Regions from separate parts of the Mus musculus genome. Here all the other regions are linked to region 3. A link is a contact called in public ChIA-PET, Hi-C and HiChIP or PLAC-seq data. All regions are on one chromosome and are shown on one strand. Each heading gives the region's core, a stretch centred on a gene start, on an enhancer-like site or on the middle of the called end of the contact. The rest is flanking DNA. Distances are from core to core; before and after follow the strand shown. Region 1 overlaps Atg10 (autophagy related 10). Region 2 overlaps Atg10 (autophagy related 10). Region 3 holds the start of Ssbp2 (single-stranded DNA binding protein 2). Region 4 overlaps Atg10 (autophagy related 10).

Region 1 (2,700 bases), core at 44-2,543, 260 kb before region 3:
TGTGTTTCTGGCTGTGAGTTGATAATTGTGGGATCCAGGTGATAGGTACATAGAAATTCATTATACGATTCTCTCTAGTGTTATATGCTGGAATTTTTCATAAGACATTAAAAATAAAGATGGCTGTGCAAATAAATGAGGTATGAAACTCAGCAGGGTGGAAGGAGTGATGGGGGACCATGGTGGGCTTTTTACTCAGATCACACTGACAGATAAAGCATGAAGACACTTTACAATCTACCTTAAATTATGGACTTAGATTTAGATAGTAAAATGGAGAAGGATTTGAAAAAAAAAAAAAGCAATGTGTATTACTCAGAGACAAAGATGCCTTTGAAAAATGAATTGTCAAGCAGTTTAAATTTATACTCCATTAAATTTAAGTGTTTTACTTAGTTATTTTTTGAAGGAAGAAGGTTTTGGTTCTGGTTTGTTTGTTTGTTTGTTTGTTTGTTTGCTTGTTTTTGCCGTCATTGTTGTACTGAGATGCAGAATTGCTCTATAACCTTAGCTGTCCTGGATCACACTATATAGCCCAGGCTAACCTTGAACTCAGAGCAATTTATCTACCTTAACCTCCCAAATACTGACATAACACCATACCTAGCCATTATTTTTTTTACATTATATAAATTAAGGAACAGCCTTTATAACAACTAGTTCCTAAGTTACACTGCAAATAATAAAGATATTTCTGATGTGTTATTATGCGTCTTTTGAAATACAATCAAGCAGGTTTAACTGAGGAATCAGTGATTAATGCAGGGGGAAAGCTCTCTAATTCTTCTTTAAGAATAACATACAAAGCCAGCCATGTTAGCACATGCCTGTAATCCCAGCATTTGGATATGGAGACAGAGGGCCAGGAGTTCAAGGCCATCCTCAGTTACAGAGCAAGTTTAAGGCCATCTTGGATTACATGAAATTCAGCCTGAAAAGCACAATAAAGAATAACAGAAAATTAGCGAATGTTAACCATATAAAGTCTAACCTCAAGAAAGTGGGAGCATTTCTTTGCAGTGTCTGAATGTCCTGTTTCCACACCACAGAGACAGAAAGAAACTTTCAAGTGTGTGAGAATTGCTTTAGCAATACGCTGTGAAAAACAGATTTACAGATATTAATTTAAAAAGAAAGTTCAGGTCCCCAAAGCTCACATAAAAACGTGGGAGCAGCAGCTTAAGCCTGGGCTCCTGTCCCTGGGGAGGCAGCAACAGGAAGCTCCCTGGGGCTAGCTAGCCAAGCAGTGCATCCGAACTGAAGCAGACAACACAGGCAATAAACAGTGAGCAACCTTGCCTTGCTGGGCTTAGGCTGCGCACCGGTGCTCTTGGTGGTGAGGACTCTCCGTGTGTATCGTGTATCATGCACACACACACAACTCCAATGTATCTATCCAGCTGTATGTTGGCAACCTAGCACCCCATCTCACTGACTTCCAAGCACACCCCACTTCAAAGGATGCAAGAAGTCTCTGTTCCTCATAAGGCCCACCAGTCATATGGTTTCTAGTCAATGATGGCTGACTAGAAACCAGTCAAACATACCTATGATGACTCACACATACCCGGGTTGCCTGAAGCTCTTGAGGGCCCTCACTCCTATTTCTTTCTTATCTATACTACCAAGTTGCCTTAAATACGTTTCTTGCTACTCTGGGATCTGTGTGAACCTTTATTACAGGAATAATGAGCCAAGAACCAGAAAACACCAGCCAGAACCTCACCACCACTAATAAAATGACTAAGGAGAGTCTGGATCTCAAAAGTTCTGATAAGGAGTGACTAAGAACCACACTGCACATCAACCTCTGGCCTATACAAACACACACACAAATATAACACATGTGTGAACAGACACACACACACACATAACAAACACAATTAACAAATAGAAAACTCTAGAAGGAGAGTTGAAATGAGCTTTTTTGTTGTTTTTGTTTTTGTTTTTGTTTTTACAGTGTGGGAAGCCTTGTGCATGGTTGGCAGGTGTGATTTCCCTGAGCTACATCTCCAGCCTACTGTGATATTAAATTTCTAAATACATACTAAAGATTTCATGAATGCACAAAAATAGAGCTGAGATTCGTGGCGCCTCTGTCCAGAGAACGCTAGACCTTCTTATATGATATTGGGCTTTACGGACTGCAATAAGATCACAGTAACCCCAAGTGAAGATGCCTGTAGACATGTTTTATGATTCACCATAATAAACATCATTAACCATGTGGTATAAGGAGAAGAGCACTGGCTCATATAGTGGCTTTATTGGTTTTCTTAAAACATAAAAAGGACCCACTCTGAAAACAGCAAAGGCTAAGAGTGAACATTATAAACATTGCTGTGAAGTTCAAGTTAGATCAATAATCAAAAACTAGGTGGAAAGAGGTTTTAAAGTTTGTTAGCTTAATATTATTACTTCAAAACAATTTAAAAATCAGAGAGAAATGAATCCATAATTGAATCTGAGTGTACAATGTCTAAACTTGGAACACTCCCTGTCCCCTAGTGCTCCCGTCCTCAGGGTACATGCATGCAAGCACACGAATGCTGTCTGTCTATACAGAGTAGAGGGCTCCATTGCTCTCCAACCCCTGACCCTGGAAATTACCTGAGACTTAGAATCCTTTCATGGTACTTTGTGTTTTAGCACTGACAAAAAAAATATATCCATTTTTCAGAATGGCTTTTTCTCTGATTC
Region 2 (2,700 bases), core at 53-2,552, 490 kb before region 3:
ATCTATTGAGAAGACGGTGAGAACATCAAGGGAACACCCCATTTTAAGGGCCGATGTCTCCTCTATCTATGATACAATAAAAATCAGAGAAAGTTTTGTAAGTCATTTTTAATGCTTTTGATTCTAATTTTAATTAAAATTTAAATAATTTTAACTCCCAAATTTCATCTTAAAATGGCAGTCAGTGTTTCCCTGGAATGACACGAATGCTAAACTGTAACAGCATGGCCGTAATCGTAACTATAATCTACATGGTTGGCTTATAATGATGATATGCAATGCATGAGAAGACAGCAGGTCAATAATGGAGCCGTGCACACAACGCTCCTTTCAAAATCTGTATTTGCATTTCTATTACTGAGATCATTTCCTAATAATGAAGTTGCCATGAGAGAAGTCCCCATTACGAAGGAAGCAGTGTTACAGAAACAGCATTATTAAAGCATCGCTGTGTACAGGAACTTTTATTAGGGTGATACAAGTTATATATCATTGTAATAAAGTTCCTATTATAACTTTAATTGCATAAAGCTGTGTTTGAGTATAGCAATGTGAGAGCTGCAGGACTTTTAATAAACTATCAAAATAATGCTTTGGTAATAGGATTGTTTAGCATAGTAATACTTCAGGGAAGACCAAGCTCACTAATGGATGATGCTTATTTCACTGATTATACATGCTCTATCAAGAATTAAAATGAAAAAAAAATGGGAAAGAGATGAGACATGATCTCTGATGCAATATGCTAATATATGCATGGAAACACACACATTAGTTCTCTTTAATATAACAAATCAATATCTCCAATTCATCTGTTCATGGAAGATTGTAATCTGGAAATATGGCCATCAATGACTATAATAATTAAAAGATTTAATGCTCAGGTTGAAGGCTTGCTGGCAATCTAAATGCTAACAAAAACAATGAGAAAACCTACAAACATGCTGACATATGCTGAAAAGTGCCTGCTAGAAAAATTAGAGACATATGAGCTTTAAGAACTTAAACACACACATGCACACATACCATGAATTGACTTTAAATGATTAATTTCTTCCCTTCAACCAAGAAACAGGGCTATACATTCATTATGTGCACACTCAAAGATGCTTGTACACATTGTCTGCTTCAGAGTTATAGCTACAAGTTAAAACTTCACTTAGGTTCACAACAGGGAACTTTAGTATATTTGTTATTTATGTATTTACACTTTTTTTTTTTTCAAAATTCTCTAATAGAGTCAGTCTTGGGCTGTTCCTCCTGGAAACATGTAGAACATCCGCCAGCAGAGACCGCCAGAGAGCCATCCACCACACTGTAGGCATGGATGCTAGGCTTGCTGCTGAGGAGAAACAGGCAGAGAAGGAGCCCGGCTGTGACAGGCTGACATAAGCTAAGGAGATGGAGACCACAGCCAGTGCTACAACCACCACATCTTCCCCCTCAATAGAGAAGCCAACGTCATTGGTTCTAGACTCCTGTGGCCTGTCTAGGAAGCAACAGCTGGCTAATCTGGAATCTGCTTGAAAAGCTAAGTGCTTTTCTTTATAAGAAAGCATCTCCTTGCCACAATGCCGTCTTCATACTGCCTTCCAGCTGTGAAGGTTCACAAACATGTGGGTACGGTCAACTTAAAACCCAGGATGTTCGTCTTCCCTAGTGACTCACGTGATTCAAAGGCAAACATGAGCAAAAAGCTCCTCTAATGCTATAGCTCTCATGTCTTTGCATTAACTGAGGGGCACTGTAATAGTTAGCTGGTATGGTAGTTTTTAAGATTACAACATTCTCCTTCAAATATGATCTAGCCAAACTACTTTGCACTGGCAATGAGGAAATCTATTTCTTAAATTCACAAATCTTGGAGTCTTTTACTTGGTACATTTTCATACTGAACAAGTACAGGGCTCAATTATTGTGTCAGTTGACTAAACATCTGCATATCTGCTATGTGGTGACACCCACATATTTGTAGAAATATCAGTTTTCATGCATAAAACAAAAAGTTTAAACCATGTAATTTTGAAAAATCTAACTTTCGCATTCCTTTAGTTTTACAGCTGACAACAGACACAGACCTTTTTCTTTAACTCAAGTGAACAACCCATTCTGTCTACTCAAGACCTCCAGAGACACCAACTCCCCATAGTGACAGGAAGAGCCTTTCAGATGAACACCTCCAGAGGCTCAGAAGTTCACTTTCACTGAAGGACTGTTTTGAAATCTCCTTTCACTTCATTGCTCTGACCCCTTAATTCTCCAAAGCATCTTTCAGCACCCCCACCCCCACCCCCACCCAAAGCACAGCTTCCACCAAACACTCCCATTTCTTTTCACCTATTGGAAGTTAGTCCCAAAATGAACTCTGGCGAGCATCTCTCCTCCAGCCGGCTCTAGTTCAGGCTTTTCATTCTTTCTCCGTTTTCATTCACTACAGAAACTCAAATGCTAACCTGATATCATCCCTTGCTCAATCATTTTGGGAACATAAATCTCTGTCAACAACCAATCAGAGCTCTGCGTCACAGGATAATGCCTGATTAATAGATTTGGGGTTTGCCTGGCTAAAAATCTATACCTACATGATAAAGTCTCAACTGCAAAGGTCTCTGTTTTTCTTGTAACTTGGTCCAGACAACTTTTCCAGACCGTCTTTTAGAGTATGCCTAATCACAGAACAGAGAGAAGGCTTCGGTGTGT
Region 3 (2,700 bases), core at 125-2,624:
TAGAAAGGTATGCTTCCTCATTTGAATGTTATTTCCTTTCCTTAGCATAACCGTTACTCCTCTATTCATGCTTTTCTGAGGTCTCCATGTCCTACCCCAATGGCACCTCTCTTCCCCTGTCACCTCCCATTTGAAGCTCATCTCTTCTCTCAACCGGATTTCTACTCTGTCTGATTTTACAGCCAAGGATCTTTAACAAAATAAAGGATGGAGTCTATCAGAAACCAGGTTGCGTGTGTCTTGAGAAACTTTTGCGCATTCACTGAAATGAGATTAGGGACTTGGATCCAAAAATATTCTCCGGGAGTTTTCAGCTTGGGCACAGCTTTGCACATCTTGGGCTCTGCGGCCTATTCTGCTGGGCAAATACAGGGATGTCTTTCAGGGCCTTCTCTGAATCTTTCCAGTCCAAGGGTCAAATTGAAATGACATTGCCCATCCAAACTATAAAAGCAGGCCGAGTAGAGAATGCCTGGGCCCCTGGTCTGCTGCAGGTCTGTGCAGAGTACTGGGGAGGTAGGGACCCAGGCCTTGGGCCACTGCGGTCCCACGAGTCGGTCTCTTGACCTCTTTGGGAAGGGGAGGGGGTGTAGTCCCCTCTTAGACAGGAGGCAGACGCCAGGGAGGGTGGTCCTTTGGGATTCAGGGCTTGACTTCAGAGCCGGCGACAGCACCTCAGCGGGCGCCCCAATGGGAGGCACGGTGCCTCCCAGGGAGAGACAGAGGTTCGCTCAGTCCTTGAGCCAGAAGGTCGAGGGTTCAGAGCGGGCGTCCCCGGCCTGCTGGCCCTCCGGGAACGGGATTGGGGCGACACCCCAGACAGGAGGGATGAGATCAACCGCGGGTACGGACCCGGGGTGCCTGGCCGGAGAGGAGCGGGAGAGGAGGTTGGCGGGACCCCGGCGCCGGGTCCGCGGGTCCGCCTGTGGACTCGCCGGGCGCCCCGAAGTCTGGGGCCGCCGCGACTCCCGTTCCGCAGTCGCTGCCAGGCACTCCAGGCCGCACTTTCCCCTCCTCCCCGCGCCTTCTCTCCAGTGAGGAGCCGGGCGCGGGCGGCGCGGGGGGCGGGGCGGCGGCGGAGGGAACAGCCAGTTGTTTAAAATCCTTCTAGAGCAGTTTCTAATTCCCCCCTAGCGCCCGGGTTCGGAGGGGGAGGGGGGAAGGAGAGCGGGAGGGGGAGCGCGGCGGAGAGGGAAGGAGGGAGGGAGGGAGGGAGCGGGAGAGGGAGGGAGGGAGGGAGGAGACTGCCGCTTAGGCCGAGCCGCCGCCGCGCGCTCCGGCAGGCCGGAGGGAGGGGAGGCCTGTCAGTCTCGCGCGTTGCCAGGGCGAGGAGGGCGGAGCTCTGGCGTGGGGCGGCCAATGGTGGGGGTGGCTGCGTGGGTCGCCATGGGGACGGGGCTGTTCCCGGGGAGGCTGTGATGGGTTGACAGGTGCGTGACAGTGGGAGCTGCTCTCGGCACAAGCATGTACGGCAAAGGCAAGAGTAACAGCAGCGCCGTCCCGTCCGACAGCCAGGCCCGGGAGAAGTGAGTGTCTCCGCGCCGCAGCCACCTCCGCCTTCGCACGCGCGCACACTCGCGCACGCACTCGCACTCTCCGGGAACCGCAGCCACACGGCCGCCCCGCCGCGGGGGAGCCGGGGGTGGGCTGCAGGGGGAGGCGCGGGGCGGGGGCGCGCGGCTCCGGGGAGCGGCCGCCTGCCTCCACGGGGGAGCCCCCCGGGTGGGTGGCCGCGGGCAGCGGGCGGCGGGAGGGACGCGCGTGGCGGGGGGACGGCGGCGGCGGGGATGGAAACTTGTTTGGGTGGTTGAGGGGAACCACCCGCGGCTTCACCTCCTCGCAAAGTAACTTTGGAGCTGTGGTCCAGGACGGCCGGGCCGCGGCGCGCGGCGGGCCTGGGGGGCGCGGGCTGCGGGGCGGCCGGGGTCCGGCGGGGCCGCGGCGGGGGCCCGCGAGCGTGGAGAGGGGAGAGGACGGCGGGCCGGGCGGGCGGAAGCGGGGCCCCGCGGGGCGCGGAGGGCAAGTGCGGGCGTGGGCCGGGCGGGCGGGCGGGCGCAGAGACGCGGGTCCGCGGGTTCTCCCGGCGCAGGCCGAGCTGGCTGGCGGGCGGGTCCGGGGCGGCGGGGGAAGTTTGGGAGTGGGAGCGCCGAGTTCCCGGAGGGAGAGTGTGTGCTGGCCCGCGCGGGGTCGGTCGCGAGAGCTTGGCGCTCCTGCCTCCCGCCGCACACCGGCTCGGCGGCGGCCCCAGAACTTTTTGAGACTTGCGGTGTCCCCGGGGGTTGGTGGCCGCGGGCGCGGAGGGCAGGTCCCGTGGGCCGTGGCGGCGCCGCGAGGAGGGCTGCCCGCGGTGTGGACCCGACGCGGGTCGGCGTGGGGGCTGCGGCAGAGATGCTGGGCACAAGCCGCTCCGCTGGGTCGTGGGGGATACAGGTGGTAACTTCGGTGGGAACCCGGAGGACGTTGGGGAGCCGAGGTGCCACGGTCGCGGCACGCTGCGGAGCAGGCTAGTTGGCTGCTATTCTTGTGTACTTGTAACGGCGATTTGGTTGTTACTAAAATGAGAGCGAATAGTGACTCTGACACCGAGGAAGAACCCTCCCCCCCCCCCTTTTTCCTATGTGCAGATGTTCAGACTGATTCCCTGTACTGGGTCTGCTGGGGGCGGGGGGGGGGCGTCAAGCTTATCCTTGTCATTGAACA
Region 4 (2,700 bases), core at 28-2,527, 330 kb before region 3:
AAAGGGTTTACACTTATATTTCCACATTGCTGTTCATCAACAAAAAAAGTCAGGACAGGTACTCAAACAGGGCATGAACCTGATGCAGAGGCCATGGAGGGGAGCTGCTTACTGGCTTGCTTCACATGGCTGGTTCCACCTGCATTTTTATAGAACCCAGGACACCAGCTCAGGGATGGCACCACCCACCATGGGAATGGCCCTTCCCCATTGATCACTAATTGAGAAAATGCCTTTCAGCGGGATCTTATGGAAGGACTTCCTCAATTGAGGCTCCTTCCTTTCTGATGACTCTCTTTGTGTCAAGCTTAATCAATATAGCCAGATGTTACAGTAGGTCAAAGAAGATGAACACCAGAATTGGTAAGTCTAAGATTACTAGTAACAAGGGAGACATCTTCCATCTCTTGACATTAACCTAAGGTAAAAGAAACAGCTGAGGTTAGGGTTAATGATAAAGATAGGAAAGGTGTTGTAATTACTTACAAAATCTGGTAGTGATGGAGTATGACAGGCTTGCAGAGAGGACAGGCAGTAGAAATACAGGTTGTGGCATAGAGGCTCGGGGATAAGATTCAGGCTTGGGTGCTGTGGCTACTGCTAAAAGTACCCAGATCCTGGCAAATGCATCACCTCCCTGACCATGTGACAAGAACACCTGAAAGAAACTGCTATGGGAGGACGGTTTTATTACTCTGGCTCACAGCTCTACCCTGTGTCAGTGAGCACCAGAGGAGAGAGTAGGATGTGCTCAGCGCCACAGGGACATGGAGGAGAGGCTCCTCCTTACCCTGAGGTGCAATAGGAAGCAGGAAAAAAAAAAAAAGGCTGGAACCAGTGTGGATAACCATGACACACCTCCATGTACTAACTGCAGGTACCATGGCCTTGCAAAGTGCCGCAGCTGAGAACAGTCCACACTCAACATAGCAGGAAACATCAAAGGTGATGGCATCAGGAGGACTAGAGAGAGCTAGGGAAGGGCGCTCAGAGAGTCAGCAGCCATTCAACTCTCCAAAGCACAAATTGTTCCTCTCAGATCACCACTTCCCTCTCGGAAGGGGACAGGGAGTCAAGCAACCAGAACAACAGCTGTCACCTGCTGACCCACTGGACACAAACACAATCCCAGACATCACCCTGGAGTTCTACAATACTACTGCCAGCCCGAAACCTCCCTTCCCTTCTCTCTGCAGCCTACTGTATAGCTAGACAAATGTAATCACTGGAGGCTCTGTTGAGGTCAGCAGGACTAAATGCATCTCTCCTCAAGGCTTATCTCAAATACCTAATGCTTGATTTAGCAAACCATTCCTTTAAAGAAAGTCTGCAGGAGCCAAGAACACAGTTGAATACCCCCATCCCATTTCTGCAATCCACAATAATACTCTATAGAATATTTTTAAATTAACCTTTTCAGTTTAACTAAGGATGAAAATTAATTTCAAATACAATGAATAAATTCTTAAATTCACGTATTTTAGACTCATATATAATTCTCATAAGCTAAAATCTCATTGCAATACCTTCTAAGCAGTGTTTCTTCCTCCACAGCTGACACTTCTATTGGCTTAAAAAAAAATCAAAGAGGAAGAAACACTAAGACGTGGTTTCACTTTTATTTGTTTTAGGTTTGCTAATAAAATCAAGATATCCTGCTTAGGAATTCTCCATGAAAGACTCAAAAAACCTGCAACCTGCAACCCATTAAACGTTCTGTAAAAAGCTACAGCATGGAAACATGTGAGACTCACTAGGGCAACTAAATTAAAACAATGCACTAATGTCCTCCCTGAGAAGCAAGCGGCTCCTGGGTACACTGTCTGGGTTTAAGTACCCAGCTACTGGGTGGGTGGGTGGGGCCCATGGCCTGATGCCTGTTAAGCGCATGCTCTTCATCAAGCTATACCCTTATCCCCTTGGCAATTTTTTTTTTGTACACAAAAATGAACTTAGTGTCCTCTTAAGTACACATGTGCTGCCAGAAATAACAGCCCTCCCAAAATTAGAGTTACAGGTAAAGGAACCTGTCTGATACACTTCACTGCTGACTACAACAGCTATAGCAGGTGTGTCTTTACAAAGTTTTTTTTTTTTACTAGCCTGATAAATAGAAAGATAATTGGTTTCCTCTGTGAATTTATTCAACATTCAACTTGATTTCTCTCAAAATATAAATTCTAAGTTTTGCCAAAGAGAGCAGAATGCACATGCACAGAAATTTCAAGGTAAAAGTAGCCTTCAGAAGCTATCTATTTAGGTTATGGAGTCTCACTAACAGCATATCTTACATGAATTTTTCCAAGTGTATAACACAGGTACTAAGGGCCTAGCCATGAGAGAACAAGAAATGCTGACAACACCCTGCCTCTGTAACAGTCTTTCTCACGGCAGAGCGCTGAACTGCACTAAGACCTCTAAGCCAGGTTTCACTACACAGCCCCCTCACCTGCATGTGCGCTGTCTGCTGAACTCTAGGAAGCACACACAAACATTTCTGCCATACACGAGCTACAGAAACACTCTGTTGCCGCATATTACGTCTCCTGTAATTATTCTAAACTGTACTGCTATTCAAAGTCCTAATCAGACAAGACCGGTTTTCAGAATGCTCGATGCCTGTTTCCTCTGAAACCTCAAACCACACTAATGTATATGTTACCCCTTAAATGAGTCAGAGGGGCTGGAGAGATGGGTCGT

What was found. A called contact is a pair of places that touch in the nucleus more often than the background predicts. ChIA-PET counts read pairs in DNA pulled down with a chosen protein or histone mark. HiChIP or PLAC-seq counts read pairs in DNA pulled down with a chosen protein or histone mark.
Region 1: a Hi-C map of large pre-B cells shows a contact between it and region 3, with 2.0 times the contacts expected there. The contact joins the enhancer-like site here to the promoter of Ssbp2 in region 3. A contact is called at or near these places in 5 of 39 promoter capture datasets (the C10 cell line, the HPC-7 cell line, hematopoietic stem and progenitor cells and 2 more), 8 of 484 Hi-C or Micro-C datasets (the G1E-ER4 cell line, MC3T3-E1-derived osteoblasts, Th1 cells and 5 more), 7 of 115 datasets of contacts at active chromatin or transcription factors (acute myeloid leukemia, bone marrow-derived macrophages, craniofacial prominence and 4 more) and 3 of 9 other capture datasets (adipose tissue, liver and macrophages).
Region 2: an H3K27ac HiChIP or PLAC-seq map of DN3 thymocytes shows a contact between it and region 3, with 26 times the contacts expected there. The contact joins the enhancer-like site here to the promoter of Ssbp2 in region 3. A contact is called at or near these places in 18 of 39 promoter capture datasets (the 3T3-L1 cell line, 3T3-L1-derived adipocytes, the C10 cell line and 11 more), 4 of 15 datasets of contacts at CTCF or cohesin (the NIH/3T3 cell line, embryonic stem cells and pro-B cells), 86 of 484 Hi-C or Micro-C datasets (the AML12 cell line, B cells, the C2C12 cell line and 51 more), 25 of 115 datasets of contacts at active chromatin or transcription factors (DN3 thymocytes, the SCID.adh cell line, Th17 cells and 19 more) and 2 of 9 other capture datasets (macrophages and pancreatic islet).
Region 4: an RNA polymerase II ChIA-PET map of memory CD8 T cells shows a contact between it and region 3, with 41 read pairs. The contact joins the enhancer-like site here to the promoter of Ssbp2 in region 3. A contact is called at or near these places in 11 of 39 promoter capture datasets (the 3T3-L1 cell line, the C10 cell line, the HPC-7 cell line and 6 more), 3 of 484 Hi-C or Micro-C datasets (the N1E-115 cell line, Sertoli cells and cranial neural crest), 6 of 115 datasets of contacts at active chromatin or transcription factors (cardiomyocytes, embryonic basal ganglia, embryonic forebrain and 3 more) and 2 of 9 other capture datasets (macrophages and pancreatic islet).

Annotation. Positions count from the first base shown.
Region 1 is chr13:91,201,523-91,204,222 of GRCm38.p6, forward strand. The region is part of intron 2 of Atg10 (autophagy related 10); the gene reads right to left. Among named protein-coding and RNA genes, the nearest start is that of Atg10, 21 kb to the right of the region's middle. Within about 2 kb of position 1,294, at least 22 of the 459 cell types and tissues checked have an H3K27ac peak or open chromatin away from gene starts, as enhancers often do. A contact at or near this core is called in pre-B cells, where this site is marked.
Region 2 is chr13:90,966,334-90,969,033 of GRCm38.p6, forward strand. All of the region lies in intron 5 of Atg10 (autophagy related 10), which reads right to left. Among named protein-coding and RNA genes, the nearest start is that of Gm46434, 36 kb to the left of the region's middle. Within about 2 kb of position 1,303, at least 26 of the 459 cell types and tissues checked have an H3K27ac peak or open chromatin away from gene starts, as enhancers often do. A contact at or near this core is called in DN3 thymocytes, the N1E-115 cell line, brain and 4 more, where this site is marked.
Region 3 is chr13:91,459,723-91,462,422 of GRCm38.p6, forward strand. Ssbp2 (single-stranded DNA binding protein 2) reads left to right here and starts at 1,375. Exons shown (of 17, transcript NM_024272.4): 1 at 1,375-1,526. The coding sequence starts at 1,465.
Region 4 is chr13:91,131,969-91,134,668 of GRCm38.p6, forward strand. All of the region lies in intron 3 of Atg10 (autophagy related 10), which reads right to left. Among named protein-coding and RNA genes, the nearest start is that of Atg10, 91 kb to the right of the region's middle. Within about 2 kb of position 1,278, at least 19 of the 459 cell types and tissues checked have an H3K27ac peak or open chromatin away from gene starts, as enhancers often do. A contact at or near this core is called in memory CD8 T cells, where this site is marked.